Linked DNA regions of Mus musculus: all the other regions are linked to region 1. A link is a contact called in public Hi-C and HiChIP or PLAC-seq data. All regions are on one chromosome and are shown on one strand. Each heading gives the region's core, a stretch centred on a gene start, on an enhancer-like site or on the middle of the called end of the contact. The rest is flanking DNA. Distances are from core to core; before and after follow the strand shown. Region 1 holds the start of Smad1 (SMAD family member 1). Region 2 has its middle 93 kb from the start of Gm39205. Region 3 overlaps 1700011L22Rik (RIKEN cDNA 1700011L22 gene). Region 4 has its middle 29 kb from the start of Otud4.

The links. A called contact is a pair of places that touch in the nucleus more often than the background predicts. HiChIP or PLAC-seq counts read pairs in DNA pulled down with a chosen protein or histone mark.
Region 2: a Hi-C map of uterus shows a contact between it and region 1, with 3 times the contacts expected there. The contact joins the enhancer-like site here to the promoter of Smad1 in region 1. A contact is called at or near these places in 2 of 484 Hi-C or Micro-C datasets (both in uterus), 7 of 115 datasets of contacts at active chromatin or transcription factors (bone marrow-derived macrophages, embryonic limb bud, embryonic stem cells and 1 more) and 2 of 9 other capture datasets (adipose tissue and pancreatic islet).
Region 3: a Hi-C map of uterus shows a contact between it and region 1, with 5 times the contacts expected there. The contact joins the enhancer-like site here to the promoter of Smad1 in region 1. A contact is called at or near these places in 10 of 484 Hi-C or Micro-C datasets (the C2C12 cell line, Sertoli cells, cardiomyocytes and 6 more), 3 of 115 datasets of contacts at active chromatin or transcription factors (bone marrow-derived macrophages, embryonic limb bud and embryonic stem cells) and 1 of 9 other capture datasets (liver).
Region 4: a FOXA1 HiChIP or PLAC-seq map of pancreatic cancer cells shows a contact between it and region 1. The contact joins the enhancer-like site here to the promoter of Smad1 in region 1. A contact is called at or near these places in 8 of 39 promoter capture datasets (cranial neural crest, embryonic stem cells, frontonasal cranial neural crest and 2 more), 13 of 115 datasets of contacts at active chromatin or transcription factors (bone marrow-derived macrophages, craniofacial prominence, embryonic limb bud and 6 more) and 4 of 9 other capture datasets (adipose tissue, embryonic stem cells, liver and 1 more).

The regions. Positions count from the first base shown.
Region 1 is chr8:79,396,989-79,402,850 of GRCm38.p6, reverse strand. Smad1 (SMAD family member 1) reads left to right here and starts at 3,423. Exons shown (of 7, transcript NM_008539.4): 1 at 3,423-3,598. It overlaps Gm51578 (a long non-coding RNA gene), which reads left to right. Exons shown (of 3, transcript XR_003947567.1): 3 at 1,795-2,141.
Region 2 is chr8:79,530,178-79,536,393 of GRCm38.p6, reverse strand. No RefSeq gene overlaps it. Among named protein-coding and RNA genes, the nearest start is that of Gm39205, 93 kb to the right of the region's middle. Within about 2 kb of position 1,928, at least 32 of the 459 cell types and tissues checked have an H3K27ac peak or open chromatin away from gene starts, as enhancers often do. A contact at or near this core is called in uterus, where this site is marked.
Region 3 is chr8:79,205,391-79,212,121 of GRCm38.p6, reverse strand. 1700011L22Rik (RIKEN cDNA 1700011L22 gene) reads left to right here. Exons shown (of 6, transcript NM_026315.1): 6 at 1,365-1,692. The coding sequence ends at 1,472. Among named protein-coding and RNA genes, the nearest start is that of Gm30271, 6.9 kb to the right of the region's middle. Within about 2 kb of position 3,256, at least 255 of the 459 cell types and tissues checked have an H3K27ac peak or open chromatin away from gene starts, as enhancers often do. A contact at or near this core is called in the C2C12 cell line, Sertoli cells, bone marrow-derived macrophages and 8 more, where this site is marked.
Region 4 is chr8:79,607,055-79,613,693 of GRCm38.p6, reverse strand. No RefSeq gene overlaps it. Among named protein-coding and RNA genes, the nearest start is that of Otud4, 29 kb to the left of the region's middle. Within about 2 kb of position 2,958, at least 7 of the 459 cell types and tissues checked have an H3K27ac peak or open chromatin away from gene starts, as enhancers often do. A contact at or near this core is called in pancreatic cancer cells, where this site is marked.

The sequences.
Region 1 (5,862 bases), core at 2,174-4,673:
TAGAGAGGGGGAAGCAGGACAAGACCTCCCTGGCGCTCACACCTCTGCACCTGCTAGTCTGGTACACCTGGGCCTCCCCGCCTTCCCTCCCAGCCTTGGCTTCTTCTCCCTGCACTACTGTTCTGGCTTCTGATGTTCCACGAGTCTGTGAAGCAGAACTGCCCTTTCCTCTGCTAGGAGGGACGGGAACTGTATTAGTCAAGGGTTTCTGGAAGAACAGAATATGATAAATATATGTTATGAAAGGAATTTATTCAATTGGATTGTGTGAAGGGTGTGGGCAATCCAACCACGGTCATCAGCACTATAGGGAGTCATTAGCTGGCAGTACACAGGCTGGATGCTCCGTTAGTTCGAGCCTGTGGCTGAAGGCCTGGAGGAGTGCTGCTTTTCAGTGTACATTGGAAGGCTAAAGAAGCTAGGCTCTGATGGCACTGAGGAATGGAAGCAGGCAAAAACAAACAAGCCAAAACCTCAAAAGCATGAGTTATCCCATTTCTCTGGTTAGCTAAGATATCTACTAACAATAAAGGAAGGGTGACCAAGCATGCTAGCAGCAAGAAAGAGCACATTTGAGCATGGAACTGAGTAGTACAAGTGAATGTCAGACACTGGCCAGGGAGGGCCTCACGGCACGCTATGAGTGATGGCGCGGGTGCGGATGGGCAAAGCTGCATGGACGTCTCTGGGAAGGGCTGTCCAGGGAGGGTATGGCCATACACTCAGGTGAAGCTGTGTCCAGACTGATCTGCAAGATGGAGGTGGCCAGGATGGCACTGGGAAGAGAAGAGAGAAAGACTAGGCTGGGGTGGGAGAGAATGGCAAACAGAAGGTAGATTGTGCATGACCTCCATGTGGTAAAATGGTTATTCTGAGAGAAGTGGGAAGTCAGTTGATTTTTGTTTTGTTTTTTGTTTTTGTTTTTTTAACAAACAAAATGACTTTAATAATGAGGTTAATCACAATTTACAACTGTCTCAAAAATGCCCATTTTGAAAGAGTATCCAAAATTTTATTACCATTTAAAGAAATAATCTGCATGGAGTAAAATAAAAATTTATAATGTGCATAGTATTAGTAACTATCATTTAGGGACAGTAGTCATGCACTAAGAAAGGCCATCTGTGGTGCTATAAATTACTTTAATGAACAGTTGCATGATGCCATTGTATATCTCCCTAGGATTTTTTTGTTTATTTTTATTATATGTGTATGGTGCTTTGCTGGTATGTGTCTCCATGTCTTCACTTATATTATGCATGTTTCAACAAGGCCTTCCCTGGTGTGTCTGGCCTGGTGCCCTGGAGGACAGAAGAGGGTATTGGATGTCCTGGAACTGGAGATATGGTTATGAGCTGTCCTGTGGTTGCTGGGAGTTGAACCCAGGACCCTCTGGAAGAGCAGACAGGTCTTAACTTCTAAGGCATCCCTCCAGACCTCCCTTCAGGACTTAAACAAGAAACATGCACTGCCTTTAGATGCCTGCAATTAAAAAAAAAAACAGCACTATTTGGATAAAATTTACAATCATAGAATGTAGCTATTCAAAATGTACAATCATATGACTTTTGCTATATCCACACAGTTGTGTAACTACCTGATTTTATTATTAATCTTATTTTGGAATCCTTTAGAGACCCTCCTAGGTCTTTCAATCCTGCACCCCACACTGTAATCCCAGGTTTTCCTATTCTGTTCCATGGCTTTGTCTACTATGAGCATCTTGCATGAAGGAAGCAAGTTCATTTGGCAGAATGTCTAATACTTGGTTGTTTTGTTTTGTTTTTGAGACAGGTCTCACAGAGGCCACGGTGGTCTTGAAGTTACTATATAGCCAAGGATGCCCTTGGACTTCTGACCTTGCTCCAGCCCAGAGGGTGGGCATTAGAGGCCAGCACCATCCCACCCGGTTTATTCTGTGCTGAGGATGGGACAGAGGCTCTCATTCCACCCTGGGAGGCAGGGGAAGTGCTTCTTTCCTTTTCTATGGCTGAGTAATGTTCCCATGTATGGATATACCTCACTCTTTTCATCTACAGAGGGTCTGTACAGGGGAGGGAAATGGCCCTGAGTGGCTTTAAGCCAGGCTCACTCCAACTGTTGCCCAAGGGACCAGAGAGCAACCAACTATGTCAAATGCTGCTTTTAAGGAAAATAAGATGAGATCCAAGAATTGACCAGTAAGTGCTCAAATAGTTTAATGAAGAAAGAAATTTAATTAGCAGGAATATTCTTATGTATAATTTATAAATGGCATTTTATGGGTTTATGGGATTTGTTGCATTTCCTTTGAATAATTAAATATGTAATGCAGATATAATACTTAAATAATTAATAAGAATTTTAAGTGGAGTGCTAAGCATGTAAAGGTACAGGAATAATTGGAGAGTGTCATTAATTTGTAGTGGCCTTTGGTATTTCTTTATATTGCGGGCAATGATTTTTTTCTTTTTTTGGTTTGTGGGGCATTTACTCCTAGAATAGTTCTTCTCTAAACATAACTCAACATTATGATAAGTGTTCAAGATTCCATGCCAACTTCCAGAAACTGACCAAGAAAAAAAGTTGATTGTTTCAAGAAGGTGTTTTTGGTGTCTGAACAGATCAGTAAGATGTGAGTTCCTTTGTGTGTGTGTGTGTATTTTTGTTTTGTGGGTTTTTTTGGGGGGGTGGGTGGGAATAGGGGCAAAACTGTTATCTAAAAGATTGCACCCAAATTTACAGTACTAAAAGGGTATTTCCCAGTCCAAAGCCAGTCTGGTCTGTAGAGAGAGATCTCATTTCCAGGCAAACAAGAAAGCAAGGAAGTTCAGTTGTAAAGTTCTTGTCCAGCATGCATAAGGCCATGGGTTCGATGATTCCCAGAACCTTATAAATAAAAATATGTGCAGCCCTGTAATCCCAGCACTGAGGATGTGGAGGCTGGAGGAAGAGAAGTTCAAGGCCTTTTCCCCTTCAAAGCGTGTTCGAGGTCATCCTGGGCTACGAGACCTTTTAACAAACATACAAATGGTTTCTGTCATTTGCCGCAGGAAGGGTACATACTGGAAATAAATGTATCTACCTAGTAGTTAACAGGTCAGCCAATTTGAGGCTCATGCTACATGAAGGGCCGGTAAATCACTGAGTCAGTGATTGCAGGGCCTTTAAAAATGCGTTTTTAGGACGACTGAGTGGGCTCGATGGTCGTGTTCGAGAACTTTTCAGAAAATAACACAGGCTTTGGAATTTGACTGGCAGCTAGGCAGGGACTAGAGTCAGAGGAAGGCGCGGGCCGGTAATTTGGAGAGGATCCCTAAGCGGCAGCGGGCGCGCGCGGTGCGCGTGTGAGCGAGGGCAAGCGGCAGGCGGGTTGTGCGCCGGGTATTGGCAGGCGGGCTGTGGAGGCTGGGCGGTTCCGACTGCCTGACGCCAGCGCGACCAGATCAATCCAGGCTCGGGGAGCGAGCGGGCGCACCAAGGCGAGGCCGGGGCCGAGGCGCGGGGACGGCGGCCCGGAGCTAAGCAGAGCGCGGGGACGGCGGCCGGGAGCGGATCGGAGCACGGGACCCGGCGCCGGGTCTCGTGCGTCCCTGCGGATGGGCGCGCCGCCGAGCCGGTAAAGCCGAGCGTACCCGAGCCGACTCGAGACAGACTTGTCCTGTGCCGCGCGGGGCGCACCGGGACAGGGACCAGCTCCAGGGGGGGATCCTGGGCGGGCTCCGGGGGGCATCCCGGGCGGGCTCCGGGGGAGGATCGGGGACAGGCTCCGAGGGGATTCTGGGCGGGCTCTGGGGTCGATCTGGGACGGGCTCCGGGGAGGATCCGGGAGGACTCGGGGGACCCGCGCTGAAGGAAATCTGGGACGAGCTCCGGGACGCAGTCCCCCCCCCCCCCCATGATGGCGCCTCGCGGCCGCGAACCTGCCGCCAGACCTCCCTGCCTCCCCGCGTCTTTGTCGGGCGTGTCCAGTTCTCCGGGGACCCCCGTTCCGCATCGGGCCGCAGCCCCATTGTGTCCCCGCCCCGGCCTGCGGACCCTCGCGGGGACAGCGCTGCGCTCAGCTCGGGTCTCCCTGGATGGACGCGCGCACCCCTGTGGGTCCCCACACAGCCTGATTTGGGGATCGGGGTTAAGGAAAGTTCGTAGCGTAGTTCCCTCTGATTTATTCAAAGGTCTGGCGGCCTCGCGTCTCCCCCCCCCCCCCCCCGCCCCCTTCCGCCTACACCCCCTGCGTCGCCCAGTGTCGCCTCATTCCTTTCCCTTTACCGGATTCGATTGCCTCACTGCGCGTTCCGAGCGCCGAGAACAACTGTTCTCGTCCAGACCGTCTTTGTTAGTGTTTCTGTCGCGGGGTGGGGGCGGTGGGCGTGAGAGCGCGGGCCTGTGCAGCCGCTTTGCGGACTGCGTGCGAAGGCTGCGGGGCCAGCGTCTCCCCGAGGTGCTCGGAGGAGCCAGGAGGGACCATCACCGGCTACATCCAGACAGTATGGTAGTCGCGGCTTTTGTTTATTCGGAGGCACATGTAGTTTTTCTAAATGCACGGTACAAAGTAATCCAGCCAAGAGCTTTCCATCTGAAAATCGCCGCCTATGCCACAGCCATCTAAGAGAGCATCGTTGTAGAATGCTTGTTGTCAACCCCTGGCCTCTTCCCCCTCTCTTGGGTTCCTGGGTGACATCTGAAGTTTTCAAAGCACGGACTGAAAGGAGTTGCTTGGTTTATGTAATGCCTTCCTGTTTTTGGAGCAGATTCACAGCATGCCCTTCACAGCATCAATCTCTCTCTAAGGGCCTGTGGTGGATAATGTGCCCACACCTCAGCACAATGAGAAAACTGTTCCCTGGCCAGGTTCATTTTTCATCGTGTTTATAATTACCACTGTAAGTTGTACCGGAAGCTGATGAGCTGTGCTGGAACAATTCACAAAGAGTCAAGGCAGAGGCAGTGTCCACTGCCTGGGTGTTTTCAATTGGTGCGCCTATGTTTTGCACCAGCGTTACTGTGATGTAGGTGCCAGGCCTAAATAGACTGGACTGGCTTTTGGGTTCGCCCTCTCCATCTCTGCTTTCCTCGTTTTCAGTTAGATGATATTTCTCTGAAGGTGGAGTGCCATCTGTGGAAGTCTGCATTTCCTAGGGAACTGTAAACCAGGGTCTCTTCTGGGGGTGGGGATGCCAGAGGCTCCAGAACGATCAGGTTTCTTCAGAGGATGGGGATTTGTCCTTGATTTAGTTTTGACCCCTGCAACCATAGTAGTAATAAAATACACTCTCCCTTTTGCAATGTCCTCTAGTTCTTGGAGAGATGGTGGTTTTGACATTTTGGAGGAGTAGCTGGGTTTTGTTTTGCTTTTGGCAATTAAAAAAATGCTAAACTCTTGTTCGTTTTGGAATTTAAATTCCTTTTCTGGTAAATTCGTGTGAGCATTAAGAGGAAGTAAATCTTGGTCCCCAGTTACACACATTAGTTAAAAACTAAATTTCGGTTTTTAATCTTGATTTCCAGCTATTCTGGGCTCAAGATAAAATGCAATAATGTGGTATATTGGAAGAAGAATAAGCTCTGATGTAATTAGATGAGCATATTTAAGCTGCAGTAGCCTACATAATCAAGGCCAAGTTGTGTGTGTGTGTGTGTGTATAAAAGACCTCATTTGTGTGGTCTTACAGGGCTAATGGAGGCATCGCCGAGACTTTATAAATAATGTAGAGTTGTGTGTAATGCGGAGTCTCCAGAGAGGCAGAGAGAGCATCATTACCAGCCTTTTCAACCTGCTTGAGATCTTAAATTGATTTACAGCACTGAACTGGTGCAAAATGATCCGTCAGGATGACATGGGGTCAGCCTGTAAAAGTCTGTGATGTCAGCCTATTAGTTCAG
Region 2 (6,216 bases), core at 679-3,178, 140 kb before region 1:
TAAAGGGCTTATACCAGAACCTTTGTTGGTCTCAAGCAAGAATAAGTGTTTCTTGTACTATGACCACTTTCAGTTATAAAACCACTGCAGACTTGACTCTAATTTTTAATGATGACCAGTCTTTGTCCTTGAGGAAGTTCAAAGTCACAACTCAGCTAAGGGTCAGCTGTGAGCTTTTAGACTGTGAGGCCTCCTACATGTTTGACTCAAACAGTTACTAAAAAAATCTACTCTAAGCTCCATCTTACAAAATGATTCTAGGACTGGGGAGATGGCCATGGCGGCCATGGGCACACACAAAATAGACAGATGCAATTTAAAACTCCACAGCACCAATGAGAGGGCTTGGGGACTCAAGGCGCCTGTTGCCAAGCCTGACCACCTAAACTCCATGCCTGGAACCCACATGGCCATAGAAGTGAACCAGCCTCTGAAAAATGTCTTCTGATCTCTCCAAGTGGACCGTGGTGTGTGCTCAAGGCTGTGTGCTTGTACACACATGTGCACAAACAGATATTTAAATTAAAAACAAAGCAAAAGCAAACAAAACGATTCCAGAACTTTTGCCAGCATAAAAAGGGTATGGTGAGAAACCATCCTATGCCCCCAGGTTTTCTCAGGTTTTGACTCTCCTTAGGTAGGAGAAGCTGTGATCCCCAGAACCATTGTTGGGAAGAATGCTGTGCTGAGGTTTCTTCTTCTTCTTCTTCTTCTTCTTCTTCTTCTTCTTCTTCTTCTTCTTCTTCTTCTTCTTCTTCTTCTTCTTCTTCTTCTTCTTCTTCTTCTTCTTCTTCTTCTTCTTCTTCTTCTTCCTCTTCTTCTTCTTCTTCTTCTAACAATTTTTATTAGATATTTTCTTCATTTACATTTCAAATGCTATTCCCAATGCCCCCTATATACCCCCCCCCCCGATCCCCAACCCACCCACTCCCACTTCCTGGCCCTGGCATTCCCCTGTACTGAGGCATATAAAGTTTGCAAGACCAAGGGGTCTCTCTTTCCAATGATGGCCAAGTAGACCATCTTCTGATACATATGCAGCTAGAGACACGAGCTCTGGGGGTACTGATTAGTTCATATTGTTGTTCCACCTATAGGGTTGCAGACCCCTTCAGGTCCTTGGGTACTTTCTCTAGCTCCTCCATTGAGGTCCCTGTGTACCATCCAATGGATGACTGTGAGCATCCACTTCTGTATTTGCCAGGCACTGGCATAGCCTCCTAAGAGTCTCTTGTGCTGAGGTTTTTTGTTTGCTTGCTTCTTTGTTTTTTTGAGACAGGGTTTCAACTCCTGGCTGTCTTGGAATTCAATCTCTAGCTGAGGCTGGCCTCAAACTCAGAGATCCTCCTGCCTCTGCTCCTCTGCTGGGATTAAAGGCAAGCATCACCACTGGCCAGCTGTGCTGAGATTTCTCATCACAGCTACTTTACCACCATCCCAGAGAAAATGTGTGTGTGTGTGTGTGTGTGTGTGTGTATGTGTGTGTGTGTATGTTTGTGTGTATGGGTGTGTGTGTGTGTGTGTGTGTGTGTGTGTATCAAATCCCTGAGATAAAATTAACTGGTCCAGGCTCTCCTCTTTTAGGTATTTCAGCTAGGGCAGAGACAATTTTCATCTGTCTAGAATGTTAGCAAAATGGCTCTCATTTTGTGGCATGCATCTGGACCACACTATTTATATTGCTCTCCTGGAGCAATGCTTTCCCCACAGCCACCAAACCCTTCTAGGGAACGAAGGGGGAAACCTGACTCGCAGCAGGGGCGGCCGATCTAAATCATTTTTTTGTTTCTCACTTTAAAAGCCCCTTTATAAAACCCACAAGCTTTTGCCAGGATCTTCAAATAGTCTTTCAGCCACAACACGAGCTGCGCTCTGCCTCTGAGCCTTGACTGATTGCTGGGGCAGCTGCGTGGGTGGCTTCAGCCCTGCGCTGCAGGCTTTTATGTGGTTGTTTTGGCTGATGGACTATTTCAGCTTTCTTGTCAGTGTGGGCAGCCCCTCTCAAACGGCCATGATGAACATATCTTTAGTCGTTTGAGAAAATATTCGTTGAAAATGCCTCACGATGTAAACACAAACTTTGTCTTCCCCCCTCCAGATTGGAAACTTTTCTGATGCAGAAAACTGCAAAGGACTTGGAAGAAATTGCTCATGGCAACTAAGAAGCCAGAAACCCATTAATATCCTTTCGTTAAAAGCCCTGAATTCTTTCGTTTTAATTGCAAGACAAAATTAAACAAGGAGCAAAGAAGTGTCGCCGGGTCACTCGAGGTGAGGTGACTAAGCATAGTGTTAGGCTCAGAATGAAGTTAATGGCCCAGTCCTGGTCACCAACTACTTACCAAGTACCTAGATGCTCTGTGGAGACTGTGCTTGATAATCTGGCAGAAAAATACATAAAATACATTTCAGGGTGTGGTCTCTGAAGACCCAGGAACTGAAGTAGTGTTGTTACCAGTGTAAAAATTGGCACAGGAGATGGCTTAGTGGGTAGAGCCCTTGTCTGGCACTACTGAAGACCTTCCTGCGTTCAGATCCCCGGAATCCACACAAATCCATATGACATATTTTCCACCTGTCATCTCAGTGCTCCAGTTTGAAGATGGGAGGTGAGGACAAGAGAACCCCTGGGACTTTACAGTTCAAGTAGTCTGTAGGACTGCAGCTGGATAGTGAGGAGATGGGTGTGTGTTGCATCCACTCCAGAAGTGACAAGCACGACAGGCCCCAAAACCCTGGGTGCTGTCCCGAGGGGAAAAGTTCACGGAAACAGTCTCCTGGATCCGTGGCATCCTGTATAACGAATGCTCCAATGTCCTTGCTTTAGTTGGTAAACGGATCTGTGTGCTTTCCCTTAATATTGCTTTATTATAAGTGCCTCTATTTGACATATAGCTAAGTTAGATTCCTCACCAGTCCTAGGCAGTCCTTGAGCCAATCCTGGGCATGGATAGCTAAGTCACTGCCCTACACAGGAATTTACCATTATCTAGGAAGAAGGAAGTTTGTGATCTAAGGAGGAACCAGAGTAGATACTTAGAACTATAGATAGCTGAGTTATACCCATATACAAGTATTTACAATGGCCTAGGGGGAAAGTAGACTATACAATAGACTAGAATAAAAACTATGGCAAGGGCATGAAGCCCTTGCCCCTAGCTTCAAAGATTAAGCTGACCTTAGGTGGAGCTGTTTTTGATCCCAGTTGTTAACATTGAATTTTATCCCAGTTGGCTCCTGCCAGTCCTTCTGTGTTTGAATTCCTCTGTTTTGTGTAAGAATCCAGTAACCTCATTGTACCTTACGGGTGTGTCACTTAACTTCCCTATTTTCTTCTGTATAAAAAGTTTGATGCTCAGTCGGATGTGGTGGCACACGCCTTTAATCCCAGCACTCGGGAGGCAAAGGCAGGCAGATTTCTGAGTTCGAGGCCAGCCTGGTCTACAAAGTGAGTTCCAGGAAGGACAGCCAGGGCTATACAGAGAAACCCTGTCTCGAAAAACCAAAAAAAAAAAAAAAAAAGTTTGATGCTCAAGTTGACAAATTACATTCAGATCCACACTCCCTTGTGTCGAATCTGTTTGTCACCCCACTTTTGCCGACTCTTTGCTCACCTGTAACTGAATCCTAGTTTTGCCCATGGATCGAGGACCCAAGTGAGGTTTGTCTACAGCAGGTGTGGCCTCTTAGGCAAATGGCACTTTATAAAGGGAAAAGAGAAAACCTATATTAGGATGAGGTGTTTAATTTTGATTGAACAGGCTAATTGGGGTGGCCAAAGGAGGGTTTTTGATTCCAGGATTTCAATTCCTTGATAACTGGACCTTGGTAATCAGCCTCAGGAGGAGGAAGTGGCCATATAAGGGGATAGATGTTGGTGGCTAGCTTTAGGAATGTCATCTAATGGTTTTTATCAAGGATGAAGGAATAGCGGAAGGGCAAGGCCCTCCAGAGCCATGGTTGTCTTGCTTGGGCCTACTAGAGTCCCTTCATACAGGAACAATAAGACACTCTCAAACAAGGATCAACATGAGAGGCTGGCCTCTGATGTACACACACACACACACACACACACACACACACACACACACACACACACGGACAGATACATATGCTTTTAAAACATGGAAACATTATACTGGAGACAGAGCAAAAAAGCAAATGAGCAGAGGAAATCCTCAGAGTGCTGGGCAGACCCTGCCATGTCTCCACCAGGGCAACAGTAAGCTTCCAAGTCAGAACTGTCATGGGAGTAGAGCCATGCACAAAGAACTAGGCTCTTCTACAGTGCTCAGTTACCAGTGAGTGCTGCCCCACAGGCACCTGACTTCTGCCACAATGGCCTTCCTAAATCAATAATCTTGACACAGGTTGTGGTCATCTGGGAAGAAAAAAAATCCTCAACTGAGTAGATGCCTCCATCCAATTGGCCTAAGGGAAACTCTGTGGTGGGGGTGGGGTGGTGTGGGGGAGGGGGTACTTTATTAATGACTGGAGTAGGCCCAGTAGGTTCGTGGTGCCACCCCGAGCAGATGGTACTGAGCTGTTGTGTAAGCCTCTTTGGAGACTGAAACATTCCAACCTCCAGGGAAGCTCCTAAGCATGAAGGTAAACAACTCACAGGAGCTTCAGGAAGTCCCTGAAACTGAACAGATTCACTAGGCCCTACTGGCCATAGTAAACAATAAAGGTGAGAGTCCCTCTCAGATGAAAGGAAGCCCAGCTACAGAGAGGGGTCTGAGAGGAGGAAAGCTGGGAAGATTCAGACCAGACCTGCTGCCTGAGTCACATGGGAGAGGTTTAGATCAGAGTCACTTGGAAAGAACATTCTCCAACCTGTTGAGCTGTCTGAAGGCTGTGCAGTGTGCTCCAGGTTCCCAGGTTTGTGAGCTGTCACCCATGCTGGAGTGGGCCTTGGTGATGAAGTTGTCTTTGAGTCATTTCTGCCCCTGTAAGTGATCCCAATAAAACTCATTTGTTTGCCAGTATAACAAAGCTCTGAAGGGAAAAGCATGCTGGAAATCAGGAGCCAAGGAATATTCCAAAGTCACACCACACAACAAACCTCACATAAAAGATTTATTAGGAGAAACACAAGAGAGTGGCTACTTTTGCTTGGGTGAGGAATAGCAAAGAACTGAGGGAGAGACAAGCTTACATAGGGTTTCTTGGTGGTAGAGTTTTCCAGGGTGGAGATTGGTGGGAATTTAAGCCAAGCCCAGGGATTGGTGAGTTTGGGTAAGTTTCAAACTCGGAAGTGGGCTTTGACCCTACAACCAAGTTGGACTTTGTTCTGTAGTGGGATCCCTACATGGGGTGAGTAGGCCTGTGTGTTACATCTGCCTTGGAAAAGTTTTCTCACACAGAAGTTGTAGATAAAAGCAAACTTAACAATCCATTGGGAGCAAGCCAAGAAGCACCATTTCTCCATGGTCTCTGCTTCAGTTCCTGTCTCTATGGTCCTGCCTTGAGTTCCTGTCTTGGTGTCCTTTGATGGTGCATTATAAAGTGTATCGTAGTTAGGGTTTTATTGTTGAGAAGAGACATGACCACAGCAATTCTTATAAAGGAGAGCTCTCATAAGGGAAGCATTTCATTGGAATAGGCTTACAGTTTCAGAGAGTTAGTCATGTATTGTCATGGAGGGAAATATGGAGGCATGCAGGCAGGTGTGGGGATGTAGAGGTAGCTGAGAGTTAGTTCTCTATCTTGATCTTCAGGCAGCAGGGAGAAAGTATGTACCATACTGGGTGTAGCTTAAGCATATATGACCTCAAACCCTTCTCCACAGTAACACACTTCCTCCAAGAATGCCACAGCTCCTAGTAGTGCCAGTCCCTATGGGCCAAGTATTCAAGCACATGGATCTATGGGGGCCAAACCTATTCAAACCACCACAAAGTATAAACCCTTCCCTCTCTATGTTGTTTTTGGCCATGGTGTTTCTCATAATAATAGAAAGCAAACTGAGATGGCAGGGTTTCTCTGAGAAGAGTCCATGTCTGGAGCATTGTGGTGGATCCTGGAGAAGCTAACAGCTGGAGGCTGCCGGCTGCTCGTTCTCTTCCTCCTGCTCTGTAAGGCCTTCTCCATGACTTCAAAAAAAGCTCCCCAAGGTACTAGGGATATTCGGACAGAGGGTAGCAGAACTGTTTCTGCAGTTGTCCTCAAGGACACGAGTTCTTATGATCTCGCTCCTGTGTGTGTTTCCCTTGT
Region 3 (6,731 bases), core at 2,007-4,506, 190 kb after region 1:
GGCTGGTCTGGGTCACCAAATGAACCTGGTAAATTTAGCTAACAGGGAAGGGTTGGACAGCTTTCCTTGGGTCGCAGACAGCTAAGCCTATTTGAATGGTATCCTTCCAGAATGAAGCAGTCGCTTTAGCATCTAGGGAATGCCGGCGCACTAGAAGGCAGCACCACAAGGAAAGATGCCGGGGTCTAGAAGCTGTGGGTCTGGTGAAAGATCCTGTGCAGTCAGTCATGGACCTGCTTCTCGGGTGGGGGAGGGGGCTCACTTCTGGGAAAGGAAGATGATTTCCTGAAAGTGTGCTGGTCGCAGCTTCCTCCTGGGAGTTGTCTAAGGGAATGATTAACTACAATTAAATAATTCGTTCTTGCTGCGTGGAGTTGCACGGGTGCCAGGCAATTTCATTGCCAATCAGTGTCAGAGCTGTACTGAGGGATGCTTGTCTTCCTCTCCTGACCCCTCCCCTAAATCCATTTTCATACATTCTATTGTGATGTACTAACAGTCCAAAACCATCCCCCCATCCCCCTCCTCTTTCCCTGTCACATTCGATAAATATGGGGCAGTTATCTGACTAATGTTGAGCCAGAATCCTGACCAAACCAAACCATGGCTTTAATGAGTAAAGCAACATTTAATATTTTCATTTTTTTATATGTACATATATGTCTGTACCTGATGCCCTCCCAGGCCAGAAGGCTCCAGTCCTCTGCAAATCTAGTTACAGATGGATATGAGTTACGGTGTGGGTGCTGGGAATTGAACCTGGGTCCTCTGGAAGAGCAGCCATCCCTCCATTCCCCACATTTAAAATATTTTAAAACAGGTACTGATATTTTAGGGGAAGGTGCAAAAGCCACCAGGTTGAGAATTGTCCATTTCCTGCCAGGCTGCCAAAATTCTTAGGGTTAAAAACATTTGCTTGGTGACCAGCTCCACTGGAAACTCTCTTTGAATTCTTCATGTTCGTGGAACCTGACTTGAAGAGGGTCATGATGTAGGACTGAAAAGCCGAGAACTCACACCCAGGATTGCCTGCTGGTTGGAAGTGGGAAAGCATAGTAAAGGTTCCTATCAGTGGGGGATGATGAAAGGGCCGAGACAAGAGACCGAGTCTTTAGCGTTTCTTAGAATTCTTGTCTTTTTAAATCCATCTTGCTTATTGATCTGTCCTTCCTGACTGAGGTACAATATATGAAACAGAAAGGGTTTATTTAGCTTTTTTTAAGATGGAAGAAAATGCAAAAGTGATGCCAGGCCCTGCTCATGAGTGATGTCTAGTTTGAAAGAGGCAATTTAAATCCTATTTTTGTGGGAACTGATCTTTGTGGATGCGCGAGTGTTGACAATCGAACCCTTTCTCCCTCCAGCTTCAGCGACAATGGGATTATGAAAGCAAGTTGGGCTCCTCGGAGGACTCAGGGACGGATCGATTCTCCTCCAATACCAGTGGAAGCTCAGGGCGCAAATTCAAGTGATTTCAAGAAAGAAGCCACAGACCTAGAGCCCTACCTCGTGTCTGTGTTAAGCCATTGAGACAGGAGTTCCAAGAAGGCTTTGATGGATTGTGCACATAGGGAAGATCTTGCTAGAAACTTCCCTGGGCTTCCTCCCTTATTCTTGTGTGTGTGCGCGCGCACACACGCACGTGTGTTGATGGGGAAGGGGTTTGTCATAAACATGATTAATGTTCCTTTACAAAGTGCCCAGGTTCACATTCTGCTGTTAGAACCTCACAAACGATAGCATGACCTCCACCTTAGTGGGCTCCAGAGTTATGTAGCCTGTCCTCTACCTCAGAGAAAGACCTTTCTGTTTTCCCTGTGCTATGACCCAGAAGGCCTGTAGCAGTTCCCTCCACTCAGGGAAAACTGGCTTTGCAGCTGGCTCCGCCTTCCGCGGCGCCCATAGGCCTGCGCCTCCCTCTTCCCGCTGCATCTGCCCTGGCGGGGTCCCCTCACAGCCGTGTGGTTGCCCTGCCCGAGAGCCGCTAAGGGACCTGGCAAAAAGGAGCAAGGCCACGGAATAGTTCCCTCCCGCTGGCAGCCATTCCTCTGCCACCCGGCGCTTCGGGGCCCCGATCCAGCCTGCACCCCAACCCACGGCTCCTGTTGAACAGGAAACACAAACGTCGCACCCTAACCCCCTAGCCGCACCCCAGGACCCAACCCTTAATATGTTTTTTTCCTTTAGCCCCAGGTTGGGCTAAATACATTCGCTGGGAGCCATCTGGTCTGCTTCCCCTTCATGTGGTTTCCATTAAACTCGCCAGAACCGTGCAATGTAAATGCAGCCCTGGGCCACTCCGGAGCCTCCAACAGTCTGCCCTGCGCAGGCAGAGCGAGGGGACCTCTGGGCAGACGCCCAGGCTGGCACCCAAGGACCATGCCCCAGTGACTGTGCATCACCACTCCTAAGGAGGCATTTATCCATGGCAAGGCTTTCTTAGTGCCCCAGTGTTCAGCTTTTGCTACATGCAAGCCAGAGTTTGTTAGAATTCTGTTTCCATTCTAAAAATCAATGTCAACAGCTTTACAGACAAATTTACAGAAATAACCTGGCCACAGAAACTCAGCGTGACCAGCAGCATGTCGGGAGGGCTGAGTCTGCCTTCTATGCAGACCGCCTTCTTCCCTGACTCCCCCTACCCCCATAGGAAAAAACAGAACAGAAAAAAAAAAGTTAGCTTATGGAAAAATACTGACTCACGCAGTGAATTAGGGTTTATAGTACAAGATAAAGGAGACAGGCCGATTTAAGGACTCATAATGTGCTGTATTTGGAAAGTTCTTCAGGTTTATCAAAGATTAGTCCGTTTATTGAGGAGACTGGAAAAAAGGGGGGGACGGGACGGGAAGCAGCAGGGGACCAGCCACAGGCACTTCCAGGCAGTGAAAGAGCCTCTGGTCAGAAGGAATTAACTTGTAGCCGTCCTGTTTTGTCCAGGGTCCTCCTTTTCCTCTGTCTCCACCACCAGCCTAGGTTTCCCTCCCTCCCTTTTTTCCTTTGCTTTCTTTCTGTTCTCTTCCCACCCCCACCCTGGCCAGGGGATTTTATTTGGGATTTTAAAATGAAACCAGGTGCTCCGTAAAACAAAGACAAAGTAGTAACAAGGAAACACGATCCAAGGCCTAAGGAATGCGCTGAGTTTCATGACTCAGGCTGTCCTGGCAAAAAAAGTAGGAGTGACATGAGAGGTGGGTGGCACCGAGCACAGACCATACATGGCAGCCCTGGCCTCCCCTGATAGGGTGGTCAATGCAGCCTGTGACTCACTTTGTAAAAGGCTTCCCAGGCTGGAGCCAAAGGATCAGCAACGGTTCCCTGAGGGGCAGATCCACGTGATAGGGCCAGGGCTACCCTGAGGTTTGGGCATCACATCCTAGGCAAAATGCCACCCTTTTCTCCAGGAAAGAGGCAGGCTTAGCAGACTGCCAAGTGCACTGGTGCCTTCAGGAGATTAACAACCTGCGGGCTTTAAAGTGACAAGGTCTCTCTCTCTCTCTCTCTCTCTCTCTCTCTCTCTCTCTCTCTCTCTCTCTCTCTCTCTCTCTTTCTCTCCTCTCTCTCTCTCCTCCCTCCCTCCCTCCCTCCCTTCCTCTTTCTCTCTCTCTCTCTCTCTCTCTCTCTCTCTCTCTCTCTCTCTCTCTGTATGTGTGTGTTGGGGGGGGGTGTGGTTGGGAGTTCTAAGTCTCTAGGATCGCTGAGGTGCCTTGGTTAGAGGGGGGTTAGGCTGCTCCTGGGAGAAAGTGGAAAGCTTGCCCATGGTGGGGCAGGAGAGGGGGTTCTGGGCGCCATTCCTCAGCAGTCAGGGCAACCAGCTCAAGGGATGCGTTATGCATAAACATGCAGGGAGACACCTAGGCAGACATCCACACATTCTCAGAATTCCTTTTAAATGAGCAGGGATGGTGTGAGGTACACTTTTTGTGTGTGTTAATAAGAGACAGGCTAAGAGTACTAAAAAGGTCCCTCCTAGCAGGGTGGTAGTGGGGGCTGAAATCGGACGGTAAGGTTCATCCTGGCCTCTCGTCATTACCTCTGCATGAGTAGAAGCAAGTGGTGTCCCTCACTCCTGAGAAGGCTGTCACGTTTCGAGTGAGAATGACTGACATAATGAGGTTTCCACATGCAGAAGCTGCACGGACTGGAGGCTTGTTTGCCTTCTCCTCTTTCCCATTCTGTGAAATACCCACCAAACAAGCTCTGCTGACTAGTCCATAATTTCAGGGAAATCACTGCTTAACTTTGTCATCAAAGGCAACCTACCTGGAAAAACTACAGTCTAAGAATGATGACTTCATAAATATTTATAGTATGAACAGGCGTCACTCCAGTCCTGTTGGAAAATGGGCCCATTCAGCTTTCTTTAAGATGTGACACTTGGGTGAGTGACATCTGTCATCCGGATCAGCCCTGCACTCCGTCCCTCTGAAGCATGTTTATGGAGTGATTATGCCTCTGAATATTCGCTATATTTAGGTCTGCTCCTCTCCTCTCAGCCCTCCTAAATCCCCAAAGAAGCAAAAAGCCAAGTTACCGATGGACGGTAGACTTGAACCGTCATGACAAAGCACAGGCCCTTGAATGTGTACTACAGGAGCATTTGAAGAGCTGAGAATTCAAACGGGAAAGCCAGTTGCTAGTATAGTATTCTTTCGCTAGGGTGGCTTTGTTGGGACTGCTGTCACAGGTGAGGGCTCTCAGCTGGGCCTAGAGGGCAAAAGCAGGGAGGTGCACAGGGAATTGTCCCCTCTCAGGAGCTCCCTGTGGCCCACACCAATCAAGCGGCCTACACTCAGTTCCAGAGCTCCGAGGGCAGGATTTGGCGAGGACTTTGTGACCTCAGTTGAGACAAAACCTCTAGCATAATTGGAGGCCTTCCCTCTTGGCCACACCTGGGCCTGGGTTGGGGTTAGCAGCTGTCCACCATCCGGGTGGAGATAATGGGCCCCCGGTCTACAGCTACAAATGCTCTGGCCTAAGCCTCTGCTGCCAGTCACAGGCCTGCTTTAGGGCCAGTATTTGCCTTGTGTCGGCTTGGTCTTCTATTGTTTATCCTGGGTAGAACCAGGTCTTGGCACAGGGGGCATGAAGCATTGCCAGAGTTTTATTTTTAGAGACAGGAAAATGTCTGCTTTTTGGCAACTGTTCTTTTTCTGGCACGCACCAGGGATGGTGTAAAAAGGCTCAAGTGAGAGATTCCAAGCCATAAATTCATGGCATATGACATAGGCATTTGCATTGAGAGTTTTTCAACAGAAACCTGGTGTAGCCTGAGGTCTTCCATAAACAACAACTGGGCAGAGATGAAGTTCCACTGCCATACCTGAAGAAAGCCCTCAGGACCACGAACTTCACAGACATCCACACCTTGGGGTGACAGTCCTCAGGACCACCAACTTCACATATATCCACAGACTCTTTTGAACATATCAGATGGTCTGAAATATTTTTTTTTTAATTTTTACCTTTGCCAATCAATCCAGAATCTAGTCCAAGTTGTTGGGAAAAACAAAACAAAACAAAACAAAAAAAACCCTGATAGTCTACAGCTGGCTTTCCCCAGAGTCACTGACATTGCCACGATGGCTGATACAAGGCAGACAATTCCCACCAAGAAGCATATGGTCAGAATCAGGGACCGAGTTTCTAAGTCTTAACGGGGAAATTTTTTTTCCAAATATGGCTCCCCCTTAAAGCACATTTTTTGTGGGTTCTGTCATTCTAGCTACCGACATTCAATCTGAAAGCATTTTTATATGTAGTAATGTCATATTGTACAAAGCAAAAATGGAAAGAAATAAAAGTAGTAAATTAAATTGTATTTTCTCACCTCTTCTCCCCAGCCTTTGGAAGAAGATTGTTTTCTAATTATAAAAATAAAATAAAAATATGATCCTTCTCTGCTCTTACGCACGCCGTGCTGTAAGGTTCACTCTTCTTCCTGCTGGAGTAAGTTCTCTCTCGTTCTCTCTTCCTTCTATGTAGGACAGTGGAGAGAGGATAATCGATTCATTTGAATTTATTCTTTTTTCTGAGTATTTCTACTCCACGTCTGGTTCTTTTCCGGAAACTTCTGTGGTTGATAAACAGTCTTTTGGTGATTAGAATCCCACCGTTTGTAAAGAGTCTCTCAGAATCCTGCTGCACCTTGAAGGACTGTGTCTGTTTCCTGGTATTCTGGAGTTTCATGAGAATGGTGTGTGCCTGTTCATTTTGGAAGTTTATTTCCCTTGGGACTAAGAGGCTCTCTAAGTTGAGGGCTTGGGCTTGTCTTTAGTGTGGATGTTGGATAAGGAGGAAGGAACCAGAAAGTTACATTGATCTATGCCGTAAAGTACTGATCTATGTCATAAAGTACGGAGCAGAGTGGGCCGGGGGAGACTGGACCTCGGTGCGGGAAAGCATTTTAAATAGTTGTAGAGAAAAGGAGAAAAATGAGTCTTGGAAAGGATTTTTGTCAGTTTAATAAGAAAAAAAGCTAAAGAAGATTTAAAATTTTTACCCGTATATGTAAATGTCTGTGTGCTTGCTCACAGTGTTCAGGAGGGCCTCAGGAGGTGTCAAATCCTTCTGCACCGGACTGACAGGGAGTTGTGGGCCACCATGATGTGGGTGCTGGGGACAGAATTCTAGTCATCTGCAAGAGCATCAAGTGTTCTTACCCATTGAGCTGTCTCCAGCCCTCTGCCAATTTTTAAAACAATCTTTGAATGCACATTAAAATTTCCTCT
Region 4 (6,639 bases), core at 1,709-4,208, 210 kb before region 1:
GATGACTCGGTGGTTAAGAGTCATGCATGCTTGAAGACCTGAGGTAGAATCCCAGAAACCATATAAAAGCCGGATACACAGCATGAGTGTCTGTAATCCCAATGCCCCTGTGGGGAGACTTGAGATAGGGATCCCAGAAGCTCACAAATCAGCTGGCCTGATACATGCTGGAAGAAAACAACAAAGAGATCCTTTGTCAAGCTGGAAGGTGAGGGCTGGTAGACTGGTACCCAAAGCTGTCCTCTGACCTCCTCATTCACTCTGTGACACACGTGTACCTTTCCTTACACATATGTGCAAGTGCACACACACACACACACACACACACACACACACACACACACACACACTGCATGCCACAGACTCCTCTTATGGTTAGTTTAAATGAGAAGTCACTCATGTTCCTGGGTATCTGAATAAGAGGTACCCAGTTGGTGACACTGTTTGTGTAGGTTTAGGAAGTGATGTCACCAGGGGCAGGCTTTGAGCCGTGTCCTGTACATTCTCTCTGCTTCCCACTTGTGGTTGGAGAAGTGAGCGTTCAAGCCTCAGCTGTTTCGGCCACTGTGCCTGCACTCAGCCACAGGGGCCCCAACCTTCTGGAACTATAAGCCTAAAATAGACTCGTCATGGTGTTTTATCCAGCAATAGAAAAGTAACTAAGACGCCTGCCTTTGAGTAATGACAGCCAAGAGTGTACATTTGCTTACTTTGGCTTTGTGAGCTTTTCCAGTAGGTTGGATTTCTTTTTTCTTATTACTAGTGAAATAAAAAAGAAAATCACACTAGACAGATTTCTTTTGTCTTCAGAAAACAGTCCATTACAAAACAATTAACAGTAAGAACACACCTAAGATACAAAGCGTCATGCCAGAATCCAAGTCCTGTGCTTCAGGAAGAAGCTAATGATTGAAGCCTAACTCCCAGTACAGCAGATCCTTCCTGTACCTTCTATGCATTTGGCCAGGAAGGAAAACAAGTTAGGGTCTCTTGGACAAAGGGACTAAGTGAAGGCAGCCTCCAAGACACCAGAACACAAACCTCAAACACACACTCACGCCTGAACTGAGCGACCCTGGGTGCCTGGAGCAGAATTCTTCTTCTCTTCCTACACAGCGTTTTCTGAACTCTCTCCTATTTAAAACGTGGAGTGGGAAGGCTTTTAATCCTGAGATTTTACTCTTGCCACCTAGGAACAATAATTTGAGGCTTTCTAAGTAAGTAGGGGTTGTCATGGAGACCAAAGGAAACCTTTCTGAGGTCTCTTTCTGCATGGAGCACATCACTCTAAAAATGATGTGAAGTTCCAAGGATGCTGAGATGCGTTTAGGGACTCTTGGACTTGCTGAGTGAGCCGCAAGTCTTCAGAGTTCCTGTGCCTTCAGAAAGGAATGTGCAGACATATTGTCTGTTCAGGAATAAAATGGTTTAGCTTCTGTTGAGAAGAATTTATGAATCATCATCAAACTTACAGATAAACATGACTTGGCAAGTTTTTTTTAGAGTTTATACTCCGCCCCCACAGACTTCATTCTATAGAAATGTATAGCAAATACCCACTCGCACACAAACAGAAACTATGTGACGTGTACATGGGGTTATTTTGTTGTTATATTATTTGTAATGGCGAAACCTTACGTTTTTAAATATTTTTTTTACCATTATTTGTTTATTTGTTTATGTGTGTACAATGTGCCATGGTACACGTGTGGAGGTCAGAGGACAATCCACAAGGGTTGCTTCTCTTCTTCCACTTTGTGCATTCTGAGGATCAAACTCAGGTTTTCAGGTGTGATAGCTTGATGGTAGTCATCTTGATACATCTTGGGAGAGGCAACATCAACTGAGGAATTGCTTCTATCAGATGGGCCCATAGGAATGGTTATGGGCGTTCTCTTAATTGTTAATTGGTGTAGGAGAACTGAATCCACTATGGGTGGCACCATTCCTAGGCAGGTGTGCCAGGTCTATATAAGACAGATAAACACGGGGAGCAAGTTAGTACGTGGCATTCCCGTGTCTCCACTCCACTCCTTGCCTTGCCTTCCTGTCTTGGCTCCCCAGGATGATGAATTGTACCCTTTAAGCCAAATAAATACTTTCTGGCATCAAGTTGGTATTGGTCAGTGCTTTATCATAGCAATAGAAAAACAAGCTAGGACACCAGGATGGGTGGTGAGCCCCTTTATCTACTGGATCATCCTGCTGGCCTCATGTCTTAGTTACTTTCTCTTCCTGTGAAGAGACACCGTTACCAAGGTAACTTATAAAAGGAAGCACTTAGTTGGGTCTTGCTTATGGCTTCAGAGGGTCAGTCTATTATCATCACGACAGAAAGCATGGCCAGCCAGCAGGCATGCATGGTGCTAAAGCAGTAACCGAGAGCTTACATCTTAGCCACAGGAAGCAGGCAGAGAGACAGAGACAGACAGACAGACAGACAGACAGACAACACGTGAGCCTTGTGTGGACTTTTGAAACCTCCAAAATCACCCTCAGTGATACTGCTCCTTCAAGGCCACACTTCCTAATCCTAAAGAGTCTACCAACCAGGGACCAACCAAACACTCAAATATTTAAGCTTATGGAGGCCATTCTCATTCAAACTATCTTCCTTCCTTCCTTCCTTCCTTCCTTCCTTCCTTCCTCCCTCCCTCCCTCCCTCCCTCCCTTCCTTCTTTTCCTTTTTCTTAGAGACAGCATTTTTTTCTGTGTAGCCCTGGCTGTCCTGGAACTCTCTTTGTAGACCAGGCTGGCCTCGAACTCAGAGACCCACCTGGCTCTGCCTCCTCAGTGCCAGGATTAAAGGCAGGCCACCACCACCCAGTCCAATTTCTATTAATAAGATTAAATAAAATATGCAATACTGCGGCTGTTTTGATGTATAAGGAATGCTGTGTCCATAGTGAAAGCAGAAGTATAGGGTGATGTGCACTGTATCCATGGAAGGATTCCCTGTCCAGTGCTCACAGTTTACCTCGTGTGGAATAATGGAAGAGTACAACAGCTGTTTAAGGCTGAGAGGGGCTTCTTTCATTGTTCATGTTTTACTGTATGCTTCTTAGTATTTTAGAATTTTGAGTCATGTACATGTGCTATTAAAACAAAATAAAATATAATAAAAGTCTGCTCTGGACATGGGGCTGCACCCTGCTCTAAGGTACTTCATATTGAATCAAACAGGGACTTCAGGCTGTGCCCTGCCCTGGGTGACTCACTCCATATTACAATTTGTAGAGGGCACAGGGGAAAGCAGGAATGTTAAGTACTCAGACTTGTATCATCAACAGAAGAGATGTGTTTACCTGTTTTCTACCCAGAAGGCTGGGAGCAGATATTATTAATAGCCTGGTGATCTGTGCTATTTGTGGGACCAAACCACAACCAAATCCCCCAGACTATTATGTTTATTCCAGACTCTCTCTCCCTAGACCTTGATCTCTAGCTTTGCTTCTCAGTCAATAGCACCGTCTTTAGGGGAGATGTTACGTGTACTTTGTAGCCTGGCGACCTCTAACTATCTGGATGATGGAGACCACACCAGATTTTAGGACCTTAAACTATAGAATGGGAGAGGTTACATGTACTCTGCAACAGAGTATTGGCACAGTCATGCCTTAAGCTTATTGTACATATGGGATTGAGATAATGTTACCAGGAAACTTTACCCCCAAATTGGGCTGCACTTAAATGTGCCTGAAAATATGTCTAAAAGAACTGCCTGCCTGGTTTTGGACTCTAGAAGTTTGAGCCAACACCCAATAACTAAGTCATGCTGAATTGGATTTCCTTCTTTCCTCACATGGATCGATACTCTGACAGCCAAAGCATTTGCAGGGACCGCCACAACAAATTGGCAATTGGCTCCAGTATACACACAAATGCAAGTTACTTTGAACCAGAAACTTGCTGGTCTTCAGCATCAAATTAGGTTCTATTTAATATCTTACCTAACTGTTGGGAGCCGCCCTCACATTTGCCATTACAAGATGGCGCTGACAGCTGTGTTCTAAGTGGTAAACATAATCTGCACACGTGCAGGGGCAGTTTTCCCGCCATGTGTTCTGCCTTTCCCGTGATGACAACTGGGCCGATGGGCTGCAGCCAATCAGGGAGTAATACGTCCTAGGCGGAGGATAATTCTCCTTAAAAGGGACGGGGTTTTGCCATTTTTTTTCTCTCTCTTGTTCTTGCTTTTTCTCTCTCTTTTCTTGCTTTCTTGTTCTTTTTCTTGCTCTTGCTCTCTTGCTCTCTGGCTCCTGAAGATGTAAGCAATAAAGCTTTTGCCGCAGAAGATTCTGGTTTGCTGCGTTCTTCCTGGCCGGTTGCGCGAACGCGGGTAAGACCTAACCACCTTCAGTGCCTCTCTTTGTATCCAAATATCAGTTCTGCCTCCAGTAAGGATTCTTTGAATAATGACAACAAAAATCATACCCATGTATGTATGTTTATATGTGTGTATGTATGTATTATGTATTTGTGTGTGTGTGTGTGTGTGTGTGTGTGTGTGTGAGAGAGAGAGAGAGAGAGAGAGAGAGAGAGAATACTATTATACTATTATTTGGAATATATTAATAAACATATTCATCCCAGATAGGGAACCAACCAACCATGTGAACAAAGTAAGGGTACCACACAATCCAACCTGGTGAACCAGAAGTTTTACTGGGGTTACTTATGGGAATATGGGTGAGAGGTTACAGAAACAGGAATGACTCAAATGCAGCTGCATCCACACACGGGGACCCCAGCACAGGAGATAGCTCAGAAAGAGGAGCCCTGGAATTCATTAGACTTGCATGTAGCTTGGTGGGTCAGAGAACAGTGACTTTAGGCAGATGGCTGGTCTGTGTCTCACCCAGGAAACCCAGCTGGTCTGTCTTCCAGGTAGCTTGGTTGGTCTGAGCCTGTGTAAGCAGCGTGGCTGAGCTACCTCTTCCAGGAAGTCCCGATGGTCAAAGAGTGTCTTTCAACAATTTTTCCTGCCTAAGTAACTTTGGGGAAGAAAGAGTTCATGTGGTCAGTTTCAGGATTTTCCTGATGCCTTTTTTTTTTTCTGTTTTCTTTGTTTGTTTGTTTTGAAATTTCCCTGAGTCTTACTGAGTTTCCTTTAGGATGTAATGTTTTTCCTCCCTTTGGAATGCTCAGCAAGACAGGAAAGTTTATCTTGTAGGACTTCACTACATGACATTGCGCTCCAGCCTGCATTCAGAGCTCAGAGAACAAACATGGGAGTCTGGTCTCTCCTTCCATCACGAGGATCCTGGGACTCGAACACTGGTCATCAGGCTTGATAGCAGGCTTGTTTCCCCACACAGCTCTCCAGTCACTTCTCCCTGTAGCCTCTCTTAAGCTTTTGTAGACATTCTGTATGAAGTATAACATGTGACCTGAGAGTTATTAATAATAATTAGTATTAGACTTTTAAAAATTGTGTTTGCCAGTGACCACAATGGAAATCAGATTACCTGATTAATTCCAGCCAACAAAACCATTGAAGCTTATGAATTCATTGCTAATAAATTATTGTACTGTCAAAGACATACATGTGCTCATCTGTGCTTCTGACATAGCACACTCATCACATATTTATAGGTAAACAAAACTGTTCATTGTCTGTCTTAGGTTTGCATTGCTGTGAAGGAAAACCATGATCAAGTCAGTTTTTTTTTTTTTTTTTTAAATAAACACCAGGCCAACTTTTTTTTTTTTTTAGATTCATTTATTTATTATGTGTAAGTACACTGTAGCTGTCTTCAGACACTCCAGAAGAGGGAGTCAGATCTCCTTAATGGATGGTTGTGAGCCACCATGTGGTTGCTGGGATTTGAACTCCGGACCTTTGGAAGAGCAGTCGGGTGCTCTAACCCACTGAGCCATCTCACCAGCCCCTCAAGTCAGCTTTTATAAGGACATTTAACTGGGGCTGGCTTACAAGTGCAGAGGCTCAGTCCATTATCATCAAGGTGGGAGCATGGCAGTGTCCAGGCAGACATGGTACAGGAGGAGCTGAGAATTCTATGTCTTCATCTAAACTCTGGAGCATCCGTCTCACATGCTTCATCTTGAATAAAAGATTTTCGAGGCCAGGCACACCCATCTCACAATGGGAAGTGAAGGCAGGAGGATCAGAAGTTCAAAGCCAGCTTCAGGACAGAAAGAGTTCAAAGGCATTCTGGGATACATGACAAAAACCAATCCAACCAAACCCAGATTTTTTAACGCAGTAAAGGGGATTTGGGACTATACTGCAGTAGTAATAGCATGGTCATACATTGTGCATGAAGGGGTTCCTTGATATACGTGGCAGCTCTTTACATATATTTTCTCACTGGTCTTTTATTATATCATGTTGTAGAGAGAGACTCAAGACGATATGTCTGGGGACAAGACATGGGATACTCAGGTCTCACTGACTCAAACGCTTGTGTTTAATTACTGTCATTCAGCTGGTCTCTCCTCTCCTTTACCCTCCCCCTCCCCTCCCCCTCTCCCTCTTCCTCTTTTCCTCCTCTTTCTCACCTCCTCCTCCTCTTCCTTCTCTTCTTTGTTTTTCAGTAAATACTGTGCCAGAGTTCTTGAAGGACGGACCTTTGGCTGAACACTCTAATTGGATAAACGAGGGTAAATGTGTCTGTG